Linked DNA regions of Sus scrofa: all the other regions are linked to region 1. The links are chromatin contacts, called in public Hi-C and promoter capture Hi-C maps. All regions are on one chromosome and are shown on one strand. Each heading gives the region's core, a stretch centred on a gene start, on an enhancer-like site or on the middle of the called end of the contact. The rest is flanking DNA. Distances are from core to core; before and after follow the strand shown.

Region 1 (4,455 bases), core at 887-3,386:
CCTCCAGTCTGCCTGTGCAGGTCAGAATGTCTCCCTCAGCTCCGTGCCTGGGGTTGGTGAGTGCTGAAGGTTTTATTTATCCCCTTCCAACTTGGTGGTGTGTTGCAAGTCTCCGTAAAGCTCTCCTTTGGGGTGCCCGTCTGGTGTCCTAATAACCTTATGAGTCTGAGAGCCCTTGACTTCACCTTCTGGGAGTCTTGTGGGTCCCTGGGAAGACGGAAAAAAGAGCGAGAAGAAGAGCATATCCTTCGGGGGACCTGTTCTCTCCGGTCCTTCCTGCTCCCCTTCGTTCCCTTTCTCTCTGCCTGTAATTATCTTCTTGTTTGTTTCATTTAAAGACAATGATGTCAAAGCTAATAAGTTCGGTGCATCTCTCCACCTACTCCCTGTCCCCTCCTTCCTCCTGAAAACCTCCCCACCTCACTGAGGCACAGGGGACAGACGCTACTCTTGGTTTCCCCAGTAAACATCTCCCGCTTTCTCTTTCAGCAGCCGCAGCCTACACAATCAATAGCCAACAATCAATACTGTTTTGGAGCACTCTTTTCTGTGTGTATTCCCTCTCTTTCTTTCTCTCTCTCTCCTACACACATACACACACACACACACACACACACACACACACAGGCTCACACTGTGTTGTGAACAGACCTGCCTATTGCCTAATAAATCCACACCACTCTTGTAGGGTCCGCTTATATCTCTTTCTTTTGTTTTGCCACACATCTCCTCTATTTTTTTTTTAATTTCAATCAGTTTGGGATTTAAAGAACAATACCCCCAATTCACTGTATATTAGACATTGGGAAAAAGGAGAAATCAATTATCCTGCTGTAAGAAGCATTCAGTGGAAATGCCATGGATTTGTACTGTGTAGGTCTTCTTATTCTCGCTGAAGTTTCTCACTCTCAAGTTACTAAAAGTCACCATATGCTGAGTGAGCAAATAAACAAAGGAGATGCTCAAAATAAGTAAATTACAAAAATAAACAGCTAGACCCAAACAACTATTTTTAATTGCTTGGAAATGAATGGATAGAGTGGGGAAGTAAATAATGTGATTTTTAACCTCTATAATAATGTTTGCTTAGATGTAAGCTATCTCAAAGAGTCCCACCCCCTAAACACATGAGCATGTACACACACACACACACACACACACACACACACACAGAGCATGTTTTTGAATTCTCAACACAGGTAAGGATGTTTGACGACAGGTGAGTACAAAACAGGTACAGAAATATAGAGGGTCCTTCATTCAATCACAAGAAAAATCACTTACAGTTCTAAAATCACTGCTTGTGCTGCCCACGTATAAAACATGCAGCCCACATACTTTGGAGTAAGATCACACTGCCTCTTTTGCCTTGGGTCTCATCGTCTTCTGAACTCCTCTACCCTAGATAGTAACTGACTTCTCTGCTTTAAGAATGCTGCAACCTTAACACCCCCATCCCTGGCATGCCCTGTTTCCCTCTGCAGCATCCACTGAAGCCTCAAGGCAAGTCCCCAAGAAGATATCAATTCAGGCACGTGGCTATTACTAAACAGAAATCTCTAAGTCTTAGACTGTCCTTTTTCCTCTCATCATCCCCCTGCCTCCCTTCACTTTTCTGACTCAGTCCTTTACCCCCCACCCCCACCCCCACCCCCAAGCAGCTCCGTAGAGATAGGGGCTTTGAAAGGGGGTAGGGGGTGACTGTAAAGAAAGAGAGACAAGCAGAGGAGAGAGAGACAGAGACAGAGAGAAACCAAGAAAGAAAGGAGGGAAGACAGCCAGGTAAGACAAGGAGGAGGACGCTTCCCCCTCCCTCATGCCACCCCCACGACCCCCAGCAAAAGGTTTCATACCATTCATTTCAGGAAGGAGGGCTAACACAGCAAGGAGGAAGAATCCCGCCGTGCTTTTCTCCCCCTTTTAGTGTGTGAATGATCTTGCATCCCCTATAGGTCTCTCCTGGCTCTCAGCTGCTAGTAATCCATTCATAAGGTTTCAAGAAGCTACACAAAACTCAAGCTTCCAGTTTAGTTTCTCTCTCTCTCCCCTTCATTCCTTTGCTCACCACTCTCCTTCAGCTCTTGGCAGTCCAAAGTTTAAAAAAAAAAATGTTGAACCATTTCTGTGTTTTCCTCCTGTTGTAACTTTTGCTGTGACATCATAACCCTGCCCACCAACACCCCACCTCTCTCTCTCCTTTCCATCCCACCCCTCATCAGCCCCGTGCCCCCAAAACACCCCCCACAGAGGAGCAGGGCTCTTGTCAGTCCCAACCTGTGAAAATACAAAGCTACTGGAAGGGGCCCCTCTCCCCTCGGTCCCCCTCCTCTCCTCCCCTCCCTGCCTTACCCACCGCGGCTTTAACAAGGATCCCATCTGTTTGACATGTGCGGAAAGGTGGGCTGGATTCAAATAATCTGTCAAGTGAATCAGATCAAAAACACAGCGACCCCCTCCTCAATTCCATCACACACGTTCACACACCAGACCCCGGCCAAAGGGTGAGAGAAGTCAGACTCGCACAGCACCCACCCTGGATGCCAGGGAGAGAGACACCAAACACGCCAGAGGAAACGCACATTTATATATATGTATAAATTCTGTGGCTTATTTGTTTATGACAAACACCCGCACCCCAAGTCCCCTATGCCTCTTCCCCAAGCCTTGCCACTCCACAAGTGCACAGATTTGAAAGCTGGTAGAATCTGTTTTGAAATCTCCAACGAGAGGGTTTTCCCCCCTTTTTTCACTCCAAAGCACTATCTGTGGCGATCAGACTCGAGCAGGGTTGCCAGCAAATGCAGGAGGCCCCTTCTAGGGTACAGGCTTTCAAACCAGCGAAGCTAGAGGGAATGGATTTAAGGACACACAGCAGGAGCTGGCTGAATTTATTTTATTTTGACGGGGGTAGTTGGGGGAGGAATATCATTTCTGAAATGCACAAGGAATGAAGGGAGAGGATATGGATTGCTTAAACAGTTTTTGCAAGAGGAGCGGTGTCTTGTTCTGCAGGTAAATCTATAAGGCAAGAAATTGGAGCTTACAGATAAACAAGGACGGAGAGGGAGAGGGAGGGAAAGAGGAAGGAGGGAAGAGAGGGGAGAGGGAGAGGGTATGGGGAGATGGGGCCGTGGAGAGAGGAGTGAAGGGGAAAAGGGCAGAAGGGGGCGAGGGGAGGAGAGGAGAAAGGGAAGAGGGAGGAGGGAGGAAAGAAGGAAAAGAGGAAGGGAGGGAGGGGGAAGGGAAGGATGGAAGAGGAAAGGGAGAAATGGAAGGGGGAGGGGAGGGGGACGAAGGGAAAGACAAGAGTCTGGGAGGAGGAAGGACTCAAAAAGAAAAGCAGGGAAGAGAGGAGGGAAGACTGAGACAGAGAGGAAGATAAAAAGAGAAAGAGGTGGTGAGGAACATAAAATATGGAGACCAGGAAGGCAGTTAGATCCCTAATGGTTAAGCATAAAGGAACCAGGGAGGCAGGTGAAGGGAGACACTATAAAATGGGGCAGTGGTTCAGTTTTATGCACAGAACACAAAGGACACATAGTGAAGGGATTCACTCTTAGTGATCGGTCACGTTAAAAAGTGAGATTGCCAGGGTTCAACTTTGTTTCTTTAAGTAAACCCCTATGCCTTCCTCTTTCCCTGCCTCTATCTCTTCCTTCAATCCCCACCTCCACCTTCTGTCATTCACCTTTTTGTTCCCAGCATTATCTTCCCCTGGAGAATTCACCAGTAAAATTCAGACCCACTTACCTTTCCCCCCTGCCAAAAAAAACCCCACCCTTAATAGCTCCTTTCTTTTCTTCTACACTCAGAGAGTCCTGGGTTCTCTTATCTAAAGACTGAGCTCTTTGTGACAATCTGCACTTCATTTCAACCCAAATTATACTATGTTTCCTTACGCCCAGGACGTCAGGGCTGTTTTGCTTGTATTTGCTGCCATAGTGGAGCTGGTCAGTTTCCATCAGCATTGTCATCATGATTATTAAGAGTCTTTGCAAGCAAAGGGAGGAGCCAGTCCATGCTGGCGTCCACCTGCCTGGGTGCACAGTGGGGAGAGGGAGAGGGAGGGACAGAGACCCCTTAATGTGGTCACTGATCCCTTCTGATTTTCTGATTCCAAAATCTGATCCCTTGAGGGAAAAGCTCAGCTGGGAGCCAGCCAGGGAGTGTAGTAATAAAAGCCTCCCAGAACACAACCAAATGCAGTATCTATATATAGGAGCCGGATCTGTTTTAGCTACTTGAAGTCTAAAATGACACCCGGAAACAAACATTTCAGCAATATGTTTATCGGAATCTTATTCAGCTAGTGCTGGAAAGAACGAGCTTCTCTGAAGCATTTCACTCAAAGGCTCAGGGTTGTTGCTTTCTTCCCCCCCACAGCTTCAGCGCTCCGAGCTGGGGGTGACTGGCTGTATCACTCATGGGGATCACTTGAGATTCTTTTGGGGTGAC
Region 2 (4,455 bases), core at 1,349-3,848, 160 kb after region 1:
AGAAGAAGGGACTTGATCTGGGTCTTGTAGGGCAACTAGACGTAGATGGATAAAGAAAAGGCAAGGAAGGACTTCGAGTCAAACTGGAGCAAACGTGCAAAGGTGGAGCAGGCAGTGAGCACATGGGGAACAGGAAGTAAACCACAGAGAAGATACTGAGGCCGATTTTTTGATGAATGGTGAAAATATAAAGAACAGATGGCTTTTAAGCAGTGCCTCTTCCTCTGCCTGCTACAGCATGAAACTCTGAAGGCTGGGTGTACTCAAAGGCCCTAAACTTACAGCATCCTCCTTCCTTCATAGAACTGCGGACAATGGCTAAGATAACAGAAACAGCAAACAAACTATAGCACACATTAAAATTTTTCTCAATTCTTTCTAATAAACAGTACAGAAGGGAGAAAATATTGTAACTGCATCCCATTCTTCAGCCCGCTTGTGGAGAAAAATGAGCAATGGTGGCACCAAGGACCATGTGATGGGGATGCGGGGGACACCCAGAATTTACTGAGTGTTTATGGTATCTCAGGATTTGTGTTTTCCCTACATTATTTCACTTTATCCTCACAGAAGCTTCATGGCAATTTTTTAATGAACAAATAACATAAAACTGATTCAAAATAGCTTAGCATTAGAGAGAATTAACTGCCTGGCATAACTATAAAGTCCAAGGGTAGATAATCCTAGCTTGAGAAATGGCTGAATCCAGGGGACCAGATGATGTTATCAGGATACTGTCACTGTTTTTGTTTCTCAACTCTATTTTACTCTGACTTCATTTTCAGCCATGGTATACCTGGGGAGAATGACTGCTTGGAGCCCCAAACCTCCAGGAGCCTCCTTAGAGGTCAAAAGGAACAGACCTTTCTTCTTGTTCACCTCCCTCCTCTCTTGCTCTCCCTGCCTGCTCCCTCTCCTTCTCTCCATCATGGAAGAATGGCCCTGCTGAGTCCTGTGCATAACACTCAGACCAAAGCTCTAAGGGCCTTGAGTCCTGCAGTCATCCCTTTCCACCAGAGATAGGCAGGTAATGGGACTGGAAGACCCCCCCTGGCACCATCTGCCTTGGGGAGGGCCACTCCCAGTGGAAAGCAAGCTGCCCAGCAACTGTTCACCACAGGCAAACACTAACATTATCCCAAACTAGTGATGAGAAAAGTGAGGGCTTGGGTGGTTGAGGTCAAAACCAAACTGCCCATTGTGAAACCAATGACTGTTAAGCTGAGAAGCCTTTGAACAGGTCTGGGCCTGAGCCCCACTCAGATAACTAACCCAGAATCTAGGTGGTACAAACTATGGAACACATTTTTTAATTTTCTCAGGTGGTACCACTATGAGAAATATGAGGAAGCAGCCGGTGTGGAAAACCTCCATCCAAAGCACTAGACCCCTTTAATAATAAATCCCACGCTGCAGAGGGTGACCCCGTCAGCCACCTTGATCATCCAGCTCGTAGGAATGACCTGATGCTTTATCTGCCTGCCTCACTCAATCACCTTTCTATCATCCTGTCTTTACAGCTGCAGTCACTGGTACCTAGCTTGACATAGCAGACATTTCATAAATATTTGCTAAACTGAACTGATGGAGTTCCCTGGATTTTCATGCAGACATTCCTGCTGGAACGAAGGGTTCAGAGGGGAGAACAGTAAAACTATCTTCATGTCCTAGTGGTGATGACAATGACAGGAAGGTGGAAAAGCAAGGGGGAAAACAGTCCATTGTCCACATTTTCTGAGTCAAAAAGAAATAAAAAAGTAAAGAGCTTAGTAAGTAAGATTATCGTGTGGCATATATTACTTTTCAAGTTAACCCTTCAAGCCAGCATTTCAGCTCTCATTCTGCCAGCTTCCTTAATTATGATATCCTTATTCCCCAATTAAAGCCTCATTAAGCTTGTCAGCACCTTTCTAGATTACCTATTTTATTCTCTAAAAAGCTAGGCTTTATTAAATTGAAATCCTTTATGGAAAAGCATATTCTAATGACTTCTTGCTCTCTCATTTCATTTGATGACACGATGAGAAACAATAGCTCTAATCTGATCAAAAGTTAATTTTTCTGCCGTCAAGCAACTCCATTTTGGTTAAAAGCTTCTGTTAAAACTCCTCTAACATAATGCAGTTTCCCTGGTGGTCTAGTGGTTAGGACTCTGCACTTTCACCTCTGAGGCCTGAGTTTAATCCCTGGTCTGAGAACTAAGATCCAACATCAAGCCGCTGTACGCCACAGCCAAAAAACAAACGAAAACCAAACAAAAAACTGCCCTAACATAATAGCTCTTGGTTTTGCGTTCCTTTTTGTAATTTATTGTTTTTTTCACACACACACATACACACACAAATAACCTGCTGCTCTCAGACTTATATTTTGCCCTGTAGAAACCTGAGCCCATCTGTTTCATCTCTATCTGGGTGTGCGGGTGGGTACAGTATAACTACTTTAATCTTCCCTACTTGGCTCTCTTTCCTAGAATCTCTCCATTTTTAGCTGCCCTGGGGTTTCCCTTTATACTGCACCTGCGCTTACTCTGGGCTCCACCCAGCGTTGGCCAACCTTGTGAATGTTTTATGAGACTGTCTGCAGCACACCCTTGGCGCCAAGCAAGAACACCTGTTGTTTCCTTGCCCTTTTCCAGACCTTCACTGCCCAGCCCTTGCTGGGCTCAGGCATTCCTTCCATCCAGAGGGTTTCTGGGGTTGGCATCTCTGCATAATCATCTCATCATCAGTCTGCTGGTGAATTTATTTCCAGAAAAAATGACTGGGCACTAAAGCGTGTCTCAGGCAACTCAGCTAGGCCTTTAGGCTTAAAGAAGTATTTGCTTAAAAGGACCCTTTATGTGAAATCCAAAGGCTTGTTGGCAATCGTGCCCCCTTTGATGATGTTTCTCCCCAAGTTCTTGTTCTTCCCTTTTTACTGTCAGTAACCACTAAAGAAAAGGCAAGGTCTAATTAGAGTCCAGGGGAAAAATGGCTATTTCTTCAGAGGAAGAATCTAGGATTTCCTGTAGGAACCTGATATTCAGGTACTCACTGCTCCTACCCCCATGACTGTCACTGCCATCACAGCAAGGTTTTAGACTTGGTAATTTAGGAATCTCTGTCTCTTTACTTAATTCTTCCTGGACTCAGGTATTCCTCTCTCAGTTTTATGTATAAGTAGCACTTGAGTTCAATAGGCTTTGAAGGGCCAACATGGGAACCTCATCTCTACTTGTAGTACAGCAACTATGGAAAAATGTGTTACACATACACAAAAATAAATGTACAGCAACAGAAACCTGTCTCCTTACCTTATCTCCACGCTCAGTTCCTGCCCCTAACCCTATGGAAGGCACTGGACATCCAGCAGTAGTAAGAGGAAACAGAGAACTCATTTGCTCACCACTCCTTCTTTCACTTTTTAGTACAATTTTCTTTCTCTGGGATTACATCTTTCAGTAGTTCCTTCCACAGAGTTCTTTTGTGCTAAGTTCTTTTAGTCTTATTTTGTCTGAAAATGCTGTTTTTGGAGGAGAGAAGATTTTATTCCTAAAGTGCAATTTGCTTTAGAATTTAGGTTAATATTTACTTTCCCTTAGCATTTTGAGGATATTTTCCCACTGTCCTTTTGACTTCTATCATTGCATGGTGAGAAATCTCCAGCTAGTTAAACTGTCATTCCTTTGCTGCTAACTTGTCCTTTTTTCTAAAGCCGCTTTTATTACATTCTTTTTGTCTTTGATATTCTGTAGTTTCATTAATATGAGTTATATGTGGATTTATTTACTTATTTTGCCAAGAATTTGTTGTGCTTCTGAGTCTGAGGATTTTTGTTTTTAATTAATCCTGAAAAAATTCTTAGCTGCTCTATCTTTGAATTTTACCTCTCTTGCCAGTCTCTTTATTCTTTCTTACTGAAACCCCTAATAGATCTATGTTTCGTCTCCTTGTATCTTCAAGAGCTCTTGATGACTCATACTTTCCAACATTTTCTTTTTTCAGGGCTTTCCTGGTAATTTCTTCAGATTTATCTTCTAGTATACTAATTTTCTTTTTAGCCTTATCCAGCATTTTTACCCTATTCACTAATTTCGATGTCTACATGGTTCCATTTCTAAGTTTTATTTAATTATTTTTAAACATGCCTATTCTTTTTCAGAATCTCATGCTTTATGTCAACTTAAGCATACATATTTGATGGTCTCCACTTGATGATGCGCTTCATTGATGCACTGTCATTCGGAAAGAATTGTTTCTCTGCTGTTTTACCATTTTGAAGTGTGAATTTATCTTCATTGTGGCTTTATCTATGGAAATCTTGTGCACCCTAGGTTGAAGAAGTGTACCTCCAGAGAGGTTCTGCATTTTCTTCTGGCAGCTGTGAAGCCCTAAATCATTTATATACTCTTCTTTCAATTAAGGAGTTCCTAGCCAGCCATTCATTTTCAGAAGGTTTTTGTGTGCCCAGTGT
Region 3 (4,455 bases), core at 881-3,380, 140 kb after region 1:
CTCAGTGCCTAGTAACAGAAGTCACTCAAGCTATCCTAAGTGTGGCGTTCCCTGGTGATGCAGCGGTTGGGATCCGGCATTGTCATCGCTGTGGTGCAGGTTTGATCCCTTGCCCAGGAACTTTTGCATGATGTGGGCATAGCCAAAAAAAAAAAAAAAAAAAAAAAAAAAAAAAAAAAACCTATATTAAGGGGAAAAAATGAGAATTTATTGCATAGATTATAGAAGTATATCATGGAAGCCAAGAAAAGCAATACAGTTGGTCCTCATGAGGGCTATAACTAGGAACTGGAAAGATTTTAGAATCAAGACAGAACGTAGTCTTTATCTCTACCTTTCTTGCATGTTTTGTTTCTTCTCCTTCCCTGCGTATAGCATAAGATGTTTGCCTGTGGAAGGAAGCCTCCAAAATGACCCTCAGGGCTCTCACATCTTCATATTTAACCCTTGTGTAATCCCTCACGCTTGATATGGACTGGACGCTGTTACTCACTTCTAATACAGAATACAACAAAAATAATTGCATGTCACTTCCGAGATTAGGTTAAAGAGATCTATCCTGCACACTTTCACTCTTTGTTTAGGCTGATTGACACTAGCCACTATTTTAATGATCTGATCCAGGAAGAGATCCACATTGAAGGGACTGAGGGAGGCCTCCAGGTAACAGCCAATAAAAAAATAAGACCCTCTGTCCAACAGCTCATGAGGAACTGAATCCTTTCAACAACAACATGAGTGACAGTGGCTGGAAATGGATTCTACCTCAGGTGAACTTTCAGGTTAGATTGCAGCCCCAGCCAAAACTCTGACGGAAACCTCAAGAGATCTTAAGGCAGAGGCATCTAGACAACTCACATGGAGGTTCCCGACCCCAAAACAAGATAATACATGTTTACTGTTAAAAGCCATTAAATTTGGGGGGAAATGTTTACACAAAATAAGTAATACAGATTTTGCTACTGTAACAAATATCTAATAATATGGGAGTGGTTTTAGAACCAGAAGGTGGATAGAATCCCAAAGAGCTTTAAGGAGAGTGTTTAAAGAAAGTCTAAATTGCCTTGAGCATATTTTAGTAGAAATGTGAACAGAGGGGATGCCGCTGCGAGGGCTCAAAGAAAAATTTAGGGGCATGTTATCGAAAACTGGAAAAATGGGGAACTTTATTATGTGAGGGCAGAAAGCTTAGCAACTCTGTCATCTGTAGTTATGTGGAAAGCAGAAAATGTTCCTAATAAATTGTATAATCTGGTTAAGTAGATTTCCAAATATGATGCTGAAGGTGCCACCTGGTTTCTTCTTACAAATGTGAGAGGAAAGAGACAGAAAAACTGTTAAATAAAAAGAGACCAGAAATTCATGGTTTTTTAAATTCATAGCCACTTCAGATGGCAAACAATTCTTTTTTTAATGATTTTTTATTTTTTCTAAAATTAAAAAATGGGTCTGGAGTTCCCACTCAGTGGGGTGCAGTGGGTTAAGAATCCAACTGCAGTGGCCTGGGTCACTGCAGAGGTGCAGGTTTGTTCCCCAGCCTGGTATGGTGGGATAAAGGATCTGGCATTGCCAAAGCTCCAGCTTGGATTCAATCCCTGGCACAGAAACTTCCATACACTGTGGGTTCAGCCATTTAAAAAAAAAAATGGTTTGAGGCAAGGAGCAAATAAAGAGCACTGCAGGCATAACTGTAAAACTTTTTGCTTAAACCTCAGGGAAAAAAAAAAGTAAGTAATGTGTAATAGTGTTATTCAGTCATACAAAAGTCCCTTTGCAGGCATTAAAGAATCTCTCAAATAAAAAGTCTTCTAAGAAGCTTCCATGCATTGTCCCTCGTTCATTTCAGCAGAGACTTAATGTGAAGAAAGGCTTTTCTCAAAGACATTTAATGAGTATGGACTTTATCTAACAGCAGTTCTAACTCTAATGACATTCATAGGAAGTCCATAGTATTTCTGAGAGAATTATATCAACAGAAATATTACCATCTTAGACTAAAAGGGACAGAGGCAATACAAAATGAAAAGAGGCAGTTTTACTCCCAAAATTTAACAGGCAGGAAGCAGGCTGAGAAAACTACTCAGTTGAGACATGTTACCTTGTATATAAAAAGAAGGATTACTCACAGGTTACATCTAAGATACAGAGAGTAGTGCCAAGAGACATGGAGTATTATTCTTAGGCCTTGAGGCATAGCCAAGGAATTTCTAACACTTGCTTATTCACATTTCAGTACTGCTATAAACTAGTGATACCTTTGTGGCTTCCATCCCCCCATGCCTTTTAGAACAGGAATGGACCAGTTAACCTATGTCTTTCCCATAACTCTGTATTATGTGTACTGAGGGAAGGTCATTTATCTCTTTAGCCTTACATGTCTACAGATTGAAAGGAATCATTCTCAAGGGGCTGTACCTAAGGAACTATTCTTAAGGTTCCTTATCCAAACCTGGAGCTGATTTAGATAATGAGGTTTTATACTTTGAATTGATGATACAATGCTATACTTATGGGTAGGGGGTAAATGTATTTTGCAGGTAGGAAAAACAAGAATCATTGGGGGTCATGGGGTAGATTGTGGTAGGCAGTCTCTAAGATGACCTGCAATATCTGCCTCCTGAGAGCTACATTCTAGTGTAATCACCTACCCTTGAGTGTAGAACGGACCTAGTCACTTCCTCCTAAGGGATAGAATATGGCAAAGTTATGAAGTATCACTTCCATGATTAGGTTACAAAGAGCTTCCATTTCATGCCTTCTTTCTCTGTTACTCTCTTGTTCTCTGACGGAAGCCAGCATCCCTATGGAGAGCCCCATAAAGCAAGGAACTCAGGGGAAGATCCTGACTAACAACCAGCAAGGAACTGGGACCTCCCATCCAACAGCCCATGAGGAACCGAATCCTACCAACAACTGCGTAAGAATGGAAATAGATCCTACCTCAGCCAGCCCTTCAGGTAAGACCACAGCCCTGATCAATTAAAGTATGTAAAACTTGGATCACAGCCTTGTGAGAGATAATAAGGTAGAAGTACATAATTAAGCCATTCCTAGATTTCTGACCCATAGATACTATGAGACAATAATGTTTCTTGTTTAAAACTATTAACTTTTAGGTGATTTGTTTATGCAGCAATAAATAATGAATATATTGGCCCAGCTCTGCAGCCCTGTCCCTCATACTCTGGCATAACCAACTAATAAGTATCCCAGTATCAGATTTCCAAATTCCCAAGAAAAAGATTCCGATTGGCTCAGACTGGCTAGAGTGTCTACCACTGGTACAAACAGCTATGGCCATGGAGAAAACAAAGCTGTTTGGTAGAATGATAGCCACAGGGTCTCAGTCCTGTGAGTAGGCATCAGTTCTTAGAGAAAGAGAAGGAAGCTAGGAAAACTTTTCTCTGAAAAGGAAATCCACATCTATTGGGGAAGATGAAATACTTGAAGTAAACAAAGAATATCGAGGGCAACAAAAGATTAGCTACAGGCCCAATGTCCCTATTACCTCAAGCACAAGGTCTAGGGCTGTGCCTAGTGTGACTCTAAGACAACCAGGAAGTTATGTTACTAGAATTACTTCGTTTGCTAGGTTTTTTTTTTTTCAATCCATTAAGCTAGTTGTTGAGCAGAATGCTGAGAAAACAATCAATCGATTGAATCCATTTGTTGACACAATAAAAAAAGGAGGAAAGCAGGTGTCATACTAGCAAATAAATGCTCCTCTTTGATGGAAAGAAAATCTCTAAAATGTCAGGCCAATGAGTCCTCTTAAAAATAGGTGTATTGTTATGACCGAACAACAACAATTTAAAAAAAAAAAAGTCGTTGGAAGTAAGATTATTAAGGGCTACAGATCTCTCTGAGACCAGGAACATCATGGTTGGATAATGTCCGTAAAAGAGCTTCTCATTTCTATCCCTGATAGTGTTAAGTTTCCTGAGTGATAAAAGAGTATATATTACCCAAATGTGGTCCCACAGAGTATGAGAATTAGAAGGGAACTAGCAATGGTGACAATGGACAGTACAAAGAGGTGGGAGAAGAAAACCTAGAAATAGATCAAAAATGGGCTTTGAGTCTAACAATAGAGAATATAATCTGATGAGCTACAGCACTAATTTATACCTAGGATTTTGAAAGTGAAATTTAAAAATTGAAGACATTAAGTTCAGAGTAGTGTTTCCAATCTCTCACCAAGGTAAACTGGTACAGAGAAAAGCTATAATCATTAGCTGCATAATTCCACACTATCCCTCTACCACTACCCAATTTTTTTCTCCAAGTCTTTGTTGAAACTCTGTTCGATCACATTACTGGGCAACTCACAGTAAAAATACCACCATTACTAATAATAACAGCAACAGCTACTATTTATTGAGTCCTGGCCAAGTCTTAAACAATGAAGTAAACACCTTTGGTACACAATACCAATTCATTCTCATAACAACCCCT

The links. Promoter capture Hi-C pulls out the DNA fragments that hold promoters and counts their contacts. A called contact is a pair of places that touch in the nucleus more often than the background predicts.
Region 2: a promoter capture Hi-C map of fetal skeletal muscle shows a contact between it and region 1, with 2.2 times the contacts expected there. The contact joins the enhancer-like site here to the promoter of PAPPA2 in region 1. A contact is called at or near these places in 2 of 5 promoter capture datasets (fetal skeletal muscle and liver), 15 of 47 Hi-C or Micro-C datasets (alveolar macrophages, embryonic fibroblasts, epiblast stem cells and 8 more) and 1 of 2 datasets of contacts at active chromatin or transcription factors (skeletal muscle).
Region 3: a Hi-C map of skeletal muscle shows a contact between it and region 1, with 4 times the contacts expected there. The contact joins the enhancer-like site here to the promoter of PAPPA2 in region 1. A contact is called at or near these places in 9 of 47 Hi-C or Micro-C datasets (embryonic fibroblasts, epiblast stem cells, fetal skeletal muscle and 4 more) and 1 of 2 datasets of contacts at active chromatin or transcription factors (skeletal muscle).

The regions. Positions count from the first base shown.
Region 1 is chr9:118,360,344-118,364,798 of Sscrofa11.1, reverse strand. PAPPA2 (pappalysin-2) reads right to left here and starts at 2,136. Exons shown (of 23, transcript XM_003130330.6): 1 at 1,854-2,136; 2 at 1-207.
Region 2 is chr9:118,198,569-118,203,023 of Sscrofa11.1, reverse strand. No RefSeq gene overlaps it. Among named protein-coding and RNA genes, the nearest start is that of RFWD2, 87 kb to the right of the region's middle. Within about 2 kb of position 2,598, at least 3 of the 83 cell types and tissues checked have an H3K27ac peak or open chromatin away from gene starts, as enhancers often do. A contact at or near this core is called in fetal skeletal muscle, where this site is marked.
Region 3 is chr9:118,218,591-118,223,045 of Sscrofa11.1, reverse strand. No RefSeq gene overlaps it. Among named protein-coding and RNA genes, the nearest start is that of RFWD2, 110 kb to the right of the region's middle. Within about 2 kb of position 2,130, at least 1 of the 83 cell types and tissues checked has an H3K27ac peak or open chromatin away from gene starts, as enhancers often do. A contact at or near this core is called in skeletal muscle, where this site is marked.